2 separate regions of the Zea mays genome follow, and region 2 is linked to region 1. Evidence: chromatin contacts called from public Hi-C data. All regions are on one chromosome and are shown on one strand. Each heading gives the region's core, a stretch centred on a gene start, on an enhancer-like site or on the middle of the called end of the contact. The rest is flanking DNA. Distances are from core to core; before and after follow the strand shown. Region 1 holds the start of LOC100286188. Region 2 holds the start of LOC100283419 (DCN1-like protein 4).

Region 1 (6,705 bases), core at 121-2,620:
GTCGTTGCAACGCACGGGCACGTACCTATGTGAATAAGAATTTTGATACCGAATTGTTGAATGTCATGGAGCTGCCCCTCACACGTCGCGTGCGCCCTCGGGAATTTGGATACCGAATTGTTGAATGTCATGGAGTGCCCCTCACACGTCGCGTGCGCCCTCGGCGGTCCCGGCTTCTCGGCTCGCGCTGAGCACGCCGTGCCACGCTCCCTGCCCGCTGGCCGCTGCCACCAAGCGGCACCGCGGAGAAAGCCGGCAATTGTGTCCGTCTCCGTAAAACTTCAGTTTCCTTCCACGCTGCGTTAACCACAACTGAACAGAACGACATGGAGGATTGCCTACGAACTCGGTCAAGCAGGGAATTCAGCACATGACAAACAAATGATGCAGCAAACTGAAACATTCGCTCAAAGTTCGATACAATACAGACGGGCAAGAAACAAGCACACTTTTCGCCATTTGCAGATCGCGACAGCAACAACGAACCAACTTAATCCCCAGCTAGTGCTGAATGTACACGCGGAACCGACGGTCACAGGCATCTCTTGCGTGCGCTCGCCTGCTCGGCACGGCAGCACCCGCGCTGCCACCCACCACCACAAGGCTACTTGCCAAAGATGGACTTGACCCACCACATCCCGCCGTCCCTGGGGCTCTGCTCGCTCTCCGGCGGCGGGTCAGGGTGCGCCGTCTTGCGGAGCTTCGACACGTCGTACCCTTCCTCCTTGGCACGCTCCACCAGTTCCTTGTACACGGACTCGTCCATGTGAGGCTGCCTGCAAAGGATCTGCACACACAAACACAGGGGGATTGGTAGGCAGACAGGCACGATTCGGCGAGGGATAGACGGACGGAGGCCAGAGAGGAATTCGCACGCACCCAGAGGTAGTTCCTGGAGGGCTGCCCGACGAGCGCGTACTGGTAGTCGGCGTCGATGTGGAGCACCCAGTAGTCGCCGGTGACGGGGATGAGGGGGAGGAAGGGCGGCACGTAGAAGCGAACCTTGAGCTTGGCCTCGTCGCTGGCAGGGTCGGCGCGCCAGGCCGTGCCCTCGATGTGGCCGCGGCGCCCGTCGGCCCACGTCTCGTTCACCACCTTCACAGTGCCGTCCGGGTTCAGCGTGTAGGTGGCGCGCGTGTTGGTGCCCGTCTTGGGCTGGAACCGGGACGGGAAGCACGCGATCTCGTACCACCGCCCCGCGTACCGCTCCAGGTCGAGGTTGCGCACCACCTGCATGGCCATCGTGCGTCCCTTGCGCTGCCGGCGGCGCGCGGCGGTGGCGTGGGTTTTAGCGGGCGGGAAGAGGAAGGAGGTGGGTGGGGTGGGATGCCGGATGCCCGGATGCGAATGCGCAGGCTATAGTGACAGATTGCGGTAGACGTGGAGGATTGTGGGCGATACGTTCTCGGAGCTGTTGTTCGGTGCGCGTCGGCGTCGCGGCTGTGGTTTTCAATTTCGGACTATGTGGGCCGGGTTTTCATTTTGCAAGTGTCGTGGCCCGTGGCCCAGTGGGCTGCGATGCGAACCGTCGTGCTGTAGGAGGAAAGTTGTAGGTGAATGGAGAAGGGCCGGATGAAGGGATCTCCAATCACTTATCGAGAGGTGCCTCGAGTCTTTTTTTTTTATCGGTGACTTTCGTAACACAAAACCTTTAGTTTTATCACGTTCCTCGTTTTTACTCTTAGTCATATTTTTTTTGCTCAGTTTTACTCTTCTGATCTATAATAAGAAAAAACATAACTAATTATAAAAATGAGGACACCAACAAAACTAAGAACACCACCTTAAAAATCGAATAATAAAAGTGTCACATTAGCTTTTATGATAATAGGTTTTATCCAAATAAAATTTTTTATATCTTTTAAATTAACCTGATAAATCATCAAATAGCTAATGCATCATAAAGGACAGAACTCAGTAAAACTGGCCTTATTTACCGCCAGAACACTTTGTCCTCTTTATCTGTTATCAATACAATCATAGTAGAGCATGGAAACTAACCCTATCTATAAACCACATGCTATTCAAAAAATTGGACAATTCGAAACAGATACATTTATATATATGCAAAGATCTGTGTATCTACATTGTATCTCTTATGTGATCTACGACCATGATGCAAAAGTAGATGTTATAACTAGGGTATCGTTGGAGTCAGGCTAGCGGGGCTATGGCGGATCGGTGCAGTGGCGACGTGACGCGGTGCAGGCCGACCTACATCGGCTAGGAAGACCTCTGCAAAAATAATAAACACAAGCCTGTCAACAAAAAATTTCCATAGCACCTCCCCGCGCGGGAAGGTTTCCAAAACTTGCAAAGAAAACTAACAGCACGATGGCTGACATCCACACATTTATTAACGACGTAATGACCGACAATCACAAAAAATGTACATATACTATGGCAATACATTTCTAACAAACTACGTATCCCACACCTAATACTAAAAATATGCAATATAACGTATTGTGATTCATCCACTAGATTACTCATCATATAGCATGTGCTTTAAAAAGTTCAAAACAAAAAATTACAATTAAACAGGCAGTGGGGGAACCTCTAATGGTGGCGATCGTGGTGACGATGATGGCTCGGAGTGGCAGTGGCAGTGGCAGTGGCGGAGAGGCGAGGGTGGTCTCGGTGGGCGACGCCGCGATGGCGGTTCGGCACATGGGCGCAGCGGCTCGAGGTGGCCATGGCCAGGGCCGAGGACGGTGGTTCAGCACACGGAGGCCAGGACGTCGGCAACGAGGGTCGGAGCTAGGCGGGCGACGGCGAGGTGGCGCAACGGCACCGGTGGCGTGTGGAGGCGGCGCGCTAGGCGAACGATGGCGAGGCACGTGTAGGCGGCGCACGGCTAGGCGCGCGGCGAGGTGGCGCAACGGCGACAGCGAGGTAAGGCGGCGCGTTAAAGTGAGTGATTGAGTGGGTGCTCAGTTCGGTTAATGTAAAGTTCTTTGTCGGGTGCCCGCAATCTGACACTCGGCTAATATTTATTTTAAATTAAAAATATACTTTACCGAGTGTCCTGGATCTGACACTCAGCATAGAATACTTTACGGAGTATCCTGGATCGAGTGTGACACGTAGAAACATATCCGGTCTACATTGAAGTTTTATGATTTCATCTGAAGGACATCTAGGTTTCTATACATAGTACGTGACAACTTTCATGAAACATGGTCAAAATTTTATTACAGCCTCTTCATATGATATTATTACATGTCGACAAGTTTCGTGATTTTCTAACTTTGTTTGTGTTTTATAGAAATTTAAAACAAATATATCACAAGTTCTTGTTCATGTTTCGTGAGCATGGTGTTCGAAAATTCCGGTCCGCTTCTGAAATATGTTGTATTTTGTGCTAAATAACATTAATATCATTTTTGTATTCACTATTTTCCATTTTTCGAGTGACTTGCAGTTCAAATTTAAATTATCCGATGAAATTTAATTAAACAAACTAAATCTAATAGTTATAGCAAACATTTTGATAATTGTGCCAAAATTGACCATGTAGGTCTATATACTATAGAAAAACACCACAAAAAGTTTGGTATAAAAAAGAAAAAAAAATAAATATTGTTTGTCGAGTGTCAAGAGAAGACACTCGTCAAAGTTAACGGCCATCAACAATAGATGGCTCCTAACGGCTTTTTGTCGAGCGTCGCATTTCGCGGAGAGCTTGGCTCTCGGCAAAGACTCCTTTGTCGAGTGTCTTTCTATGCCGACTGTTCCACCCTTGGCAAACAAGGTATGTGCCAAGAGTCTTAGTTCGCCGAGAGTAACGTCCGATAAACTGAACTCGGTAAAGCATCGAACACTCGACAAAGAGCTAGATTTCGGTAGTATGATGTCTTTATCCTTTTCTTAACATCCTCATATGGATATAGAAAGTCTAATCATATAAATTGAGTTAACGTTGAGTCAAAATCTCGTATGGCACTAAACCATAATACATAATTTAATTATTTATAGATCTTACAATTTTTTAAATTATTTGTATGGACCAATCTTACAATATAACTAACACAAAATACTGATATATCCGAGTCTGACCGAACTTGCATACGAACGGGTATAGAATTCTCAATATATTTGAAATTGGATATGTACGAAAATTATCTACCATTTACACTCTAGTTGGAGGCTTTCGACACATGAATTACGTCGTCCCTTAATTAGGCTCATTCTGGTGGAGAGACATTCTTAAAATTCAAGAATCTTATAAAGAGTTAGCTTGGGTGGAGATTGGAGATAGAAAAACAACACTTCTGTGTCATGACAACTGGGATGGCATGTGCAAGTCTGCAAGATTCCCAGAACTTTGGTCTTTCGCTTCCATCAAAGACATCACTATTCACCAAGCAAGAACGGCAACCTCGCATGAGATGTTCCACACTCCTCTGTCTGTTGAAGCTTTTGAGCAGTTTCATGCTTTACAAGACTTATTGGCAAATCTTCCGCAACATGATCAGAGAGGCAAATGGCTCTGCAATGGTTCCTCTAGCTTGTTTTCCTCACAGAAGGCCTATACTCACATGTCTGGCAACCAGTGGACCCACATGTCTGGCAACCAGTGGACCCACCTCATCTTCTCCTGGTTGTGGAAAACAAAATGTCAGCCTAAACACAAGGTCTTTTCTAGTTACTGCTTAAAGATAGATTAAATACTCGTTCATTCCTCAGACAGCGATCTATGCCACTAGACTCCTACACTTGCGACAACTGTATCCTCCAGCTCGAAGAGATGGCTCTTCATCTTTTTTTCAGATGCAACTTTGCTAGAAGATGTTAGCTCCTAATAGGCATCACATCGCCAAGAACAACGGATCTAATCAATACCTTCCTGAGAATTAGAATGAGATGGCAAGTACCATGGAGAATGGAAACTATCATCATTATGACCTGGTGCATTTGAAAAAGCAGGAATAATTGGATTTTCAACGAGACCCCACCCACGGTGGATGCATGTCAAGAAATGTTTAAAAAAGAAATGACTCTCGTGTGCCACCAAATTAAGCCAGAGATAGGTGATAAAATTAGCAATTGGATTCAGTGCTTTGTATCGTAATCACCTTTTACTTTACTGTAAGCTATTCATATTTGACCAAGAAATAATAAAAATATTGTAAGTTTACTGTAAGCTATTCATATTTGACCAAGAAATAATAAAAATATTGTAGGCCCTCCCTACAGTAACTTAACTTAAAAAAAATTACGTCGTCCCTTAAGTTGACAAAGTATTAACACAACTAGAATGCAATTTTTTTTGATATGGCACTACGTTTTTCAGTCATCTGATAAGTTCAGTATGATCCCTGTTTTCCATGTAGGCGTGATATTTCTCATACAACAATATGAGCTTAATCAATTCTAAGGATTTAAATGGGGCCTAGTAAAGTTCCAAGATTGCGATCAAAAGCTGCATCTGCAAGTGCTGTAGGACAAAGTATTAACCCGACTAGAATGTTCACTTCTTGATATGGCACTCAACGTTTTTCAGCCATCTGATCAGTTCAGTGTGCTCCTTGTTTTCCATGTAGGCGTGCAAAAATGCAGCAAGGTCATCATTCACTCCAATTTTCTCCAGGTAGTCTTGTACGGCACTTTGCATTTCCTCATCCAACTCACTGTTCACCAGAACAAACAAATTAGTCTACATGCTCCCAAAAAAAGGAAGTCTCGTATCAGCATGAATGAAGCTCATTTCTTGGCAATAAAAAGCAAGTGTATCAAAATGGAATGAACTAGGGTGCTGTTTCGTTTACATTTTGTAACGTAAATGGTAATGGTAATGATTCACACTTGAGTACCGGCGGTAACAAATTTGAATAGGTTGGTATCCATTTCTATTGTGGTATTCGATTACGGTTGGACTTCAACAAACATCATTTAATGTTATCAGTTACTCATTATGTTACCAACATGTGAACCAAACGGCTAGGTTTTACATTAGTCAGTCTGTCGTACATAACTGCTGTAACGAACATAACTTGAGATAAATCTTCGTTGTGCCTAACAAGTTAACACTAGTCATTTTATAATGTACACACTCCATCTGCCCCAAAGGTTTTTTTTACTGTACCTTTTGGCCATGTACCTAGACAGGCACTTGTCTAGGTATAGAAGTATTTGGGTACAGAGAATTCACACCATTTCCTTTTGTAAACAAAATGCAATCACATTTGTCATTTTTCTGTATACATGAATTGGGAAAGGAAATGGATTCTAACCATTCCTGTCCTCAAGTACTTCACCTATTTCATGAATGACCCATATGCTCACACCGTCGTTAGTTCACTAAAAATAGAGCACGTGGCACATTTTAATCAATAGCAAGGTGAGTGCCATACCAACACCCTAAAGACTATTCTCAGTATTTTATTTTTCCAAATATCTACTGTAGAGAGAATATTCTAGTCTATCAGTAAGATTCTTTTTTCTAAATCAAATTCTTTCCGGCTCCTATTTTCTTTATATGTTTCCTCTGCATGCAACTATCCACTATTTTATTCATATATACATGGTTTTAAAGGAGGTAAGACAGACTAGGGCACTAGGGACTCAGCCACCGCCCGGACGCCTAGGCGATCGCCTAGGCGACGCAATACAAACCAACCAATATATACTGCAGCTATAAACTCTGCATAAATCATAGAATATAAATCATCGCAATAGTGGATCTGAAATAGCCGTAGTCAC
Region 2 (6,552 bases), core at 2,694-5,193, 140 kb after region 1:
AAAATTGTCTAGAATCAAAGGCCAAGCAAGGTCTGAATCATAATTGTCAAGTGATGGGAAGTTTATCTGCGAAAAAGCAAATGCCAAGTGTCAATGACAGAATAAAAAAATATTAAATATTGCAAAGAGGATTACAAGGTTGAGCTATTGTTTTAAATTTAAAACAAATGAAATGCTGCAACATATGTAATATTTAAAACATGACCTCATTACAGAACCGCATAAATCCCATCCACTGATCCATGTTTATCACCTTGTAGTCATTTTGGTACTGAAACACAGTCCAAATATAGCATGTCAATTGAGCACCGAGTCTTCATGAAGAAAGGATGAGTAGAACCACATAAAAAAGTAGAATCCATTGCCTTGAGGTAATTACTAAGCTTGTCAACCTGAGGGCGGAACTGCAAGCCTAATACTAGATTCAGCAACTCACAAGCAACTGGTATTTCTATACACTTCTTCTTATCCTCTGAGGAAACATAATCATTAGTTATGAAAAGCAGCCACCTTAATCACTTTGCTTTGGAGTTACAACATACAATAGCATGCAACAATACCTGTGAGGCAATAACGAAATGCATATATGTAGAAATCCTGGAAATTTGACGGCCTTGTAACCTGGATTTATAGAACACATGAAAGTGGTAAGCAAGGTTACACTTGAACATAAAAAAATATCAACAGTTAATGTTAGATGGAAGTTCTTGATTACAAAGTAAATTCTTCACTCCATAAATTAAATCTGACATGCATAGCTCACTTGAACATAAGATATTATTTGGGGAGACAGAATCACCTCTTGAACCAGTTCAGGAAATGCTTTCTTCAGTTTACTGATGCTGTCTGCTCGAAGAGCTTTCAAACCAGCTCTCCATTCATCCTGGTAACATAAAACATGTATTAGTCAACACTTGAAAGCATAGAACAAACCTTTACTATTAGAACTAAAACAAGTTCTTAAATGAACACTTGAATAACAGTATGCAATGCATACCAAGGTAAAATAACCTTGCTTCTCACAGCCCATTTTCCTGTAAATAGGATTTGTTAGATATTTGTGAAAGAAATAAACAAAATTGGAAATTTCAGAAAACAGATGACATACCATGCTAACATTAGAATCCTAACGTCGGTGTGGGGAACTTCAAGGTGAGAACAGAGTGTTTCAATGCCTTCTGGGCTGTCCCAGCAGGAGAAAAATACGACCAGTAAGGTTGCATTAGTAATTTAGTATAATAGACATGCCTCTCCAAACTCTGTAGCGCATGGCTGCATGCAACTTTAAGGGCAGGCAGTTGTATGAAGTGAGCAATGAGGGGGCGAGGGAGGGGGGAGGTCAGACAGCATATAGGACTTGAAAAAACAACATATCTAATTGCTTGCAAAAAACACATCGATCTTGTGATATCTATCAAGGACATAGATTGCTATATAAATGAGCCTATAGAAGACAACCACTATGTGCTACTTTGGTAGACAACACCTCCAACTGGTTGGCATGATGGATCTGAATACAATTATCATATGAACACAAGAAGTACTACCAGCTAGAACTCCGAAGCCAATAGTTAACTGACCAACAGGGTACTGCCCTTGATTGACAACTTAGTACACACCACAATGTGGCCCTTCCTACAGTAGAATCATAGTTAAAGCTTCTCTGTTGGGTTTACTTTATAATTGCGAACAAATATGCAAACTCTATCTTGATTTGCCAAATTTGGTGCATGGTACAATATCAAAAATCATTTCAATGTTTCTGTAGTGTAAACATTTGGAACAATATGGTTGCCACAAAATCGGAGCTATTAGCTAAGCTCATTAACGAGAAAAAGAACCCACACATCACCCATATGATAAAAAAAGGATATTCATGAGCAGCAAACATAAAGTGGCAGAGCATTGAGAATCACTAGACAAAAACTTACTCAATCATGACAGATGAGTTATCGGCATAAGTATAGAAAAATTGATCAATCCGTTCTACTTCCTTGGAAACTGCTTTAGTAGGGCCTGCAAATAATAGTGAAAATGTTCACAAACAGCTAAATAGAAAGCACAAATATAGATGACAAAATTAAGTTGATGGCAGTAATATGTACATTAGACAATTCCAGTTTATAGATGACAGCTCATGAAAGAAACAGAGATTGCAGAAAGAAAGTAACAGCTTGACATAAATGAAATAACAGTCCAAGATTTTAAATATCATATTAGATCCCATACATCCATTGCCAAACAATAAAACAAAGCAATATCATTTTTTTAGTCATGTGCACAGTGTATTTGTGGGGTCAATTTGGCTAGAAGACATTATAGCACTGTGTAATGGCTTAAGGTTAACCTAAGAACATAACATGGAAATAGGAACACAACAATGGATCTGGTCATCTTTTGTAGGGACACACAAATCCATGCATGTAGAAATACAAACATGCACACTGTTAGGACACTAGGACAGATAAGCACAAGCAATTTGAAAATTAATTGAAGAAAAGAAATCAGTGCAGCTCACCACGTTGTGCTTTCCTGCTGGTCAGGTTTGTACTGACTCCTTTTCTTTTTCTGTTTTGTTTTTCATTTACTTGTTCCGCACCTAAATATAATTGTTTGCTTAGTATTCATTCATATATTCATACCCTAAAATAGAGAGCACAGGATTCCCTACCCCAATGCATTTGAAAAACAGTATGCTGTAATGGTAAATCTAGTACAAATAAAATTGAAATTAAAACTACCCAATACACAAGATCAGCCGATGGGTAGATTAGTCGAATTAATTAAATAATTTGTATTTACATGATAAGAGCTCGATTAAGCTTCTCGAATTCAAGGATTCATGGAGAAAGTCCCTTTAAAATCATGAGAGCTAATTAAATGCCCATGCACAATGGGAAAAACAAAAGTAGCCAATTGGGAGAGGAGCCAGCATAAGGGGCATAATTAAGTGAAACACAAAAAAAAGAGAGCACAATGTCGAGCTAGTGTTAATTGCAATCAAATACAAATTAGGTTAATCATAATTATGGAAAGAAGGCCATTCTGATGGTCCCTTACCACGACACAAAATTACAGAGAGATGTAAGACTCAATCATGAAATTTAACTTCCTGCAGTTATCAACCTATCAATAGGAGGTTATATGGCTACCACAGTGATATCAACTAACACATACGTTCTTAAGTTGAGAAAAAAAAAGCATACAACTCACACCTAAAACAGTGATCTATGGTACTCGTAGTCCAGATATCACAAGAGACACAGTAAATTGGGCCATTAGTGCAATTTTTTGCTCTTTATCTTCACATACAAATAAAATTCACCTAGGTTGGCAAAGAATAGACCTGCAGATTGCATCCTCTTTACAACGAAGACAAATCTGTTATCATCAGATGAAGGAATCCACAGCAGATTCCACATCAAATTCAGTCCAAGATTCAAACACACTTCTCTTTACGACCACAACGCCAAATCGCCAAAAAAAAACCTCCACACCCTTCCAATCACGAAAAAGACGATGCATAGCTCCCATATACCGAATTCGACAATCGAAATATTGACCAATCGAGTGCGCTCCAGCACAGATCTTCCAGAGGAAATAACACCAGCATCCAATCTGGAGAAACAGGAACCCATCCGCACTGCCTGGGAACTAGTGAGCGCGATCAAGGAACTAAGGGAAGAAGGGAGTGGCCCAGCGGTGGGGGCGGTACCAGCGCTAGCGGTCGCGGCAGACGACAAGGATTTCTTCGAGGCGCGCCTCATGGTGGCGGCAGGCTGGCTTGCTCCTGAACCCACCCTCTTCCGCGTCTGATTCGGGACCACCTCAGGTTCTTCTCTCCTCGTCGCGACGAGTTCTCTCCCTTCTGGGTGCGAGCCCCGAGTTCGTTGTGGGAGAACAAAAGGGGAGGAAGACGGAGGGGCATTCGATTTTATTTTTTTGCCACTCTACTATAGCACCTATTTAATTTGTGTCACTCACACCATAGCCATGGGGCCAGAAGAAAATTGTCATCCACTTCCATAATTAGTTAATTTTTTCCAAAGATGCACCGAAAATAAGATTCGTAGAGTTAAAAAAATACCTACTGTTTATCACTTACACAACTTACCTATTCATTCCTTTCGGTCTTTCACCGACCCTTCGTCCTCTATACAAGCCTTGCCGCTCGTATCCCCGGCACCCAAATTTTTTAACAGCCATGGAACCCGTAAGAAAGGATTTCATACGTCAATTAAAAAATAACATTATAATAAGGTCATGCTTTGAACGCATAGCATCGAATAACTTAACACAAGATTAATAGTTGTGGCTGGACCAAAATACATGTTGTTGTTGCTTTCTCGAAACTCGTACTCGGCCAGTCCGTCCCGTCCGTCTTGGCGTCGCGCAAGGAACGGCGCTAGTAGAAGACGAGCGTCTTCTTCAGCCCGATCAGCTAGCTACTCGGCGTCGACAGAGGTACGGATGGCTTTCCAGAACCTGTGCTCCGTCCTTCGGTTCGATCGGCCGCCCACAGCTGCCGCCCTTGAGGTCGCGCAGCACGAAGAAGTACCACTGCCTCTCCCTGGTCTTTCCGGCAGCCTCCACTTCGTCGTCAGTGCCCAATTCGTACCCACAGCGGGGGCCAGCGACGTCATCGTAAGTGGCGGAGCACCCATTATAGAATATTATGGCTTGAGCCATACCTAAAAATCATGTTTAGTGTAGTGGTAAGTTCATATTATTTTTAATCAACATGTTTCAGGTTCAAGTCCTTTGTGCTACATCATGTTTTTCTCTTTTTTGTCCTTCTTCAGCCATATCTTACTATTATTTTGTCCTTCACCACTGGTCATCGTCGTCGTGTTAGCAGCCGCCGCAAACTTGGGTAAGGGAGAAGGAAGAAGGAGAGGTTACAGGGAGAGTACCGCAGTTCTGTTATTCGCTGAGCTCAATTCCTCTCTCGCTTCTACTCCCTCCGTCCCAGGATATAAGGCGTAACTACTTTTTATTCTTGTCCCACAATATAAGGCGTGCTCTCTCTATGCATACGTATATCGATGCAGTGGTATAGAGACAATTAAATGCATTTCTTGGTCTTTGAACCAGAGGTGGTTACGCCTTATATCCTGGGACGGAGGGAGTACCTCATATCCTATTACAAGCCGCATGGGCCAGGGTTACTGCACCCATTCTCGGTCGGCGTAGCGCCTGTTGGGCCTTCTGCTTCCACGGTCTGTAGATGGTTGTAAATCAGCGTTGGCTCCTGTTGTCTCTGGTGCGTAGGTGCTTGAGTGTCAGCATTCAGCATGACAGAGAGCACAAGAACTACGCCGCGGCAACAGATACACCTCCGCTGGAAGCTCCGGTGTTGGGCCGGCGATGGAAGAAGCCCAATGTAAGATACACGGGCCCAGAGTGGGTGTGAATACTTAAGGAACGAAATTGTAAGAGATACTCAGGCTGTAAGAAATACGCTACTGGTAATAGTATCGTATCGTATCGTCTCCTACCTCTATCGGAGTCTCCCCTGGTGCCGGACCCTAACAACTGGTATCAGAACAACCGATCCTGGAGGCGGACAGCGCTCCATACTTCACGCGAGCGACGAAGATGGCTGGGGCATCAGATCCCCGCGTATCCACGGCTCTCGTCGCTCAATCCAAGCAAATCGAATCCCAATCCAAGCATCTGGCAGCGCAGTCCAAGCTGCTCCAACAACTCTGCGATCGACTCGAAGCTCAGGATCTCCAGTGGGGTTCCTTGAAGCAGTCTGTCGCCAACAACACCGAGGATATCAACTCGATTCATCACCGACTGGATCGCGACCGTGAAGATCTCAGCCGCAACCTCGACGCGCACCTCGCGTCGCAGACGGTGGCGTTCGAGGAGGTCGCGCGGGAGCGGATCGGATCAATCGTCGTCGACGCCTCCACGCGAGTAGCGGCCCTGGAGAGTGTGACTTCCTTCTTCGAGTCCTGGCGACCTCGGATCGAGCGCTCGGTCGAGGGCGTCCAGGATTCCATCACCACCATGCGCGAGGAGTTGGCCAAGGTGTCCCAGTTGCTCGAGCGCGGCGTTCCCACTGACCCACAACAACCACCGGGCATCCAAGGGCACCAGTGGACAGCGCTGGACCAATTCCACGCTGCTGCTCCACACGCCGACGGCCTGTACGGGCACCACTTCGACAACTACAACCGGGAGCAGGGTTTTGGGGGTTTCTATCCCCATAACCTTCTCCCGACCAATGGTATGCCACCCGGTACTTTTCCTCATCATGAATTTGAGCAACCTCAGTACCATGTTGGAACCCAGTTTCATGGGTCCACTTATCCACCTCCTCATACAGCTTTTGGGGGTAGAGCATTCGGTACCCAGTTTATAGCCCATTTAGGAAAACTTCCACAGCTCAACTTCCCTGCATTTGATGGCGAATTTCCCAAACTTTGGCAATCTAGATGTGAAAAATATTTTGCCATGTACGGAGTTGACCCCATGGTCTGGATCCAAGTCGCTACTATGCATTTTTCGGGTTTAGCCGCTCGCTGGCTCCAGTCTATAGAG

The links. A called contact is a pair of places that touch in the nucleus more often than the background predicts.
Region 2: a contact with region 1 is called in a Hi-C map of tassel, with 2.8 times the contacts expected there. The contact joins the promoter of LOC100283419 here to the promoter of LOC100286188 in region 1. A contact is called at or near these places in 8 of 25 Hi-C or Micro-C datasets (ear, leaf, root tip and 1 more).

The regions. Positions count from the first base shown.
Region 1 is chr1:216,882,213-216,888,917 of Zm-B73-REFERENCE-NAM-5.0, forward strand. LOC100286188 reads right to left here and starts at 1,371. Exons shown (of 2, transcript NM_001159076.1): 1 at 880-1,371; 2 at 372-787. The coding sequence starts at 1,242. The coding sequence ends at 605. LOC100283687 reads right to left here. Exons shown (of 2, transcript NM_001156588.1): 2 at 5,275-5,633. The coding sequence ends at 5,474.
Region 2 is chr1:217,016,034-217,022,585 of Zm-B73-REFERENCE-NAM-5.0, forward strand. It overlaps LOC100283419 (DCN1-like protein 4), which reads right to left and starts at 3,944. Exons shown (of 10, transcript NM_001156320.2): 1 at 3,716-3,944; 2 at 2,519-2,599; 3 at 1,932-2,016; 4 at 1,109-1,183; 5 at 998-1,034; 6 at 800-883; 7 at 561-621; 8 at 366-472; 9 at 206-271; 10 at 1-66. The coding sequence starts at 3,767.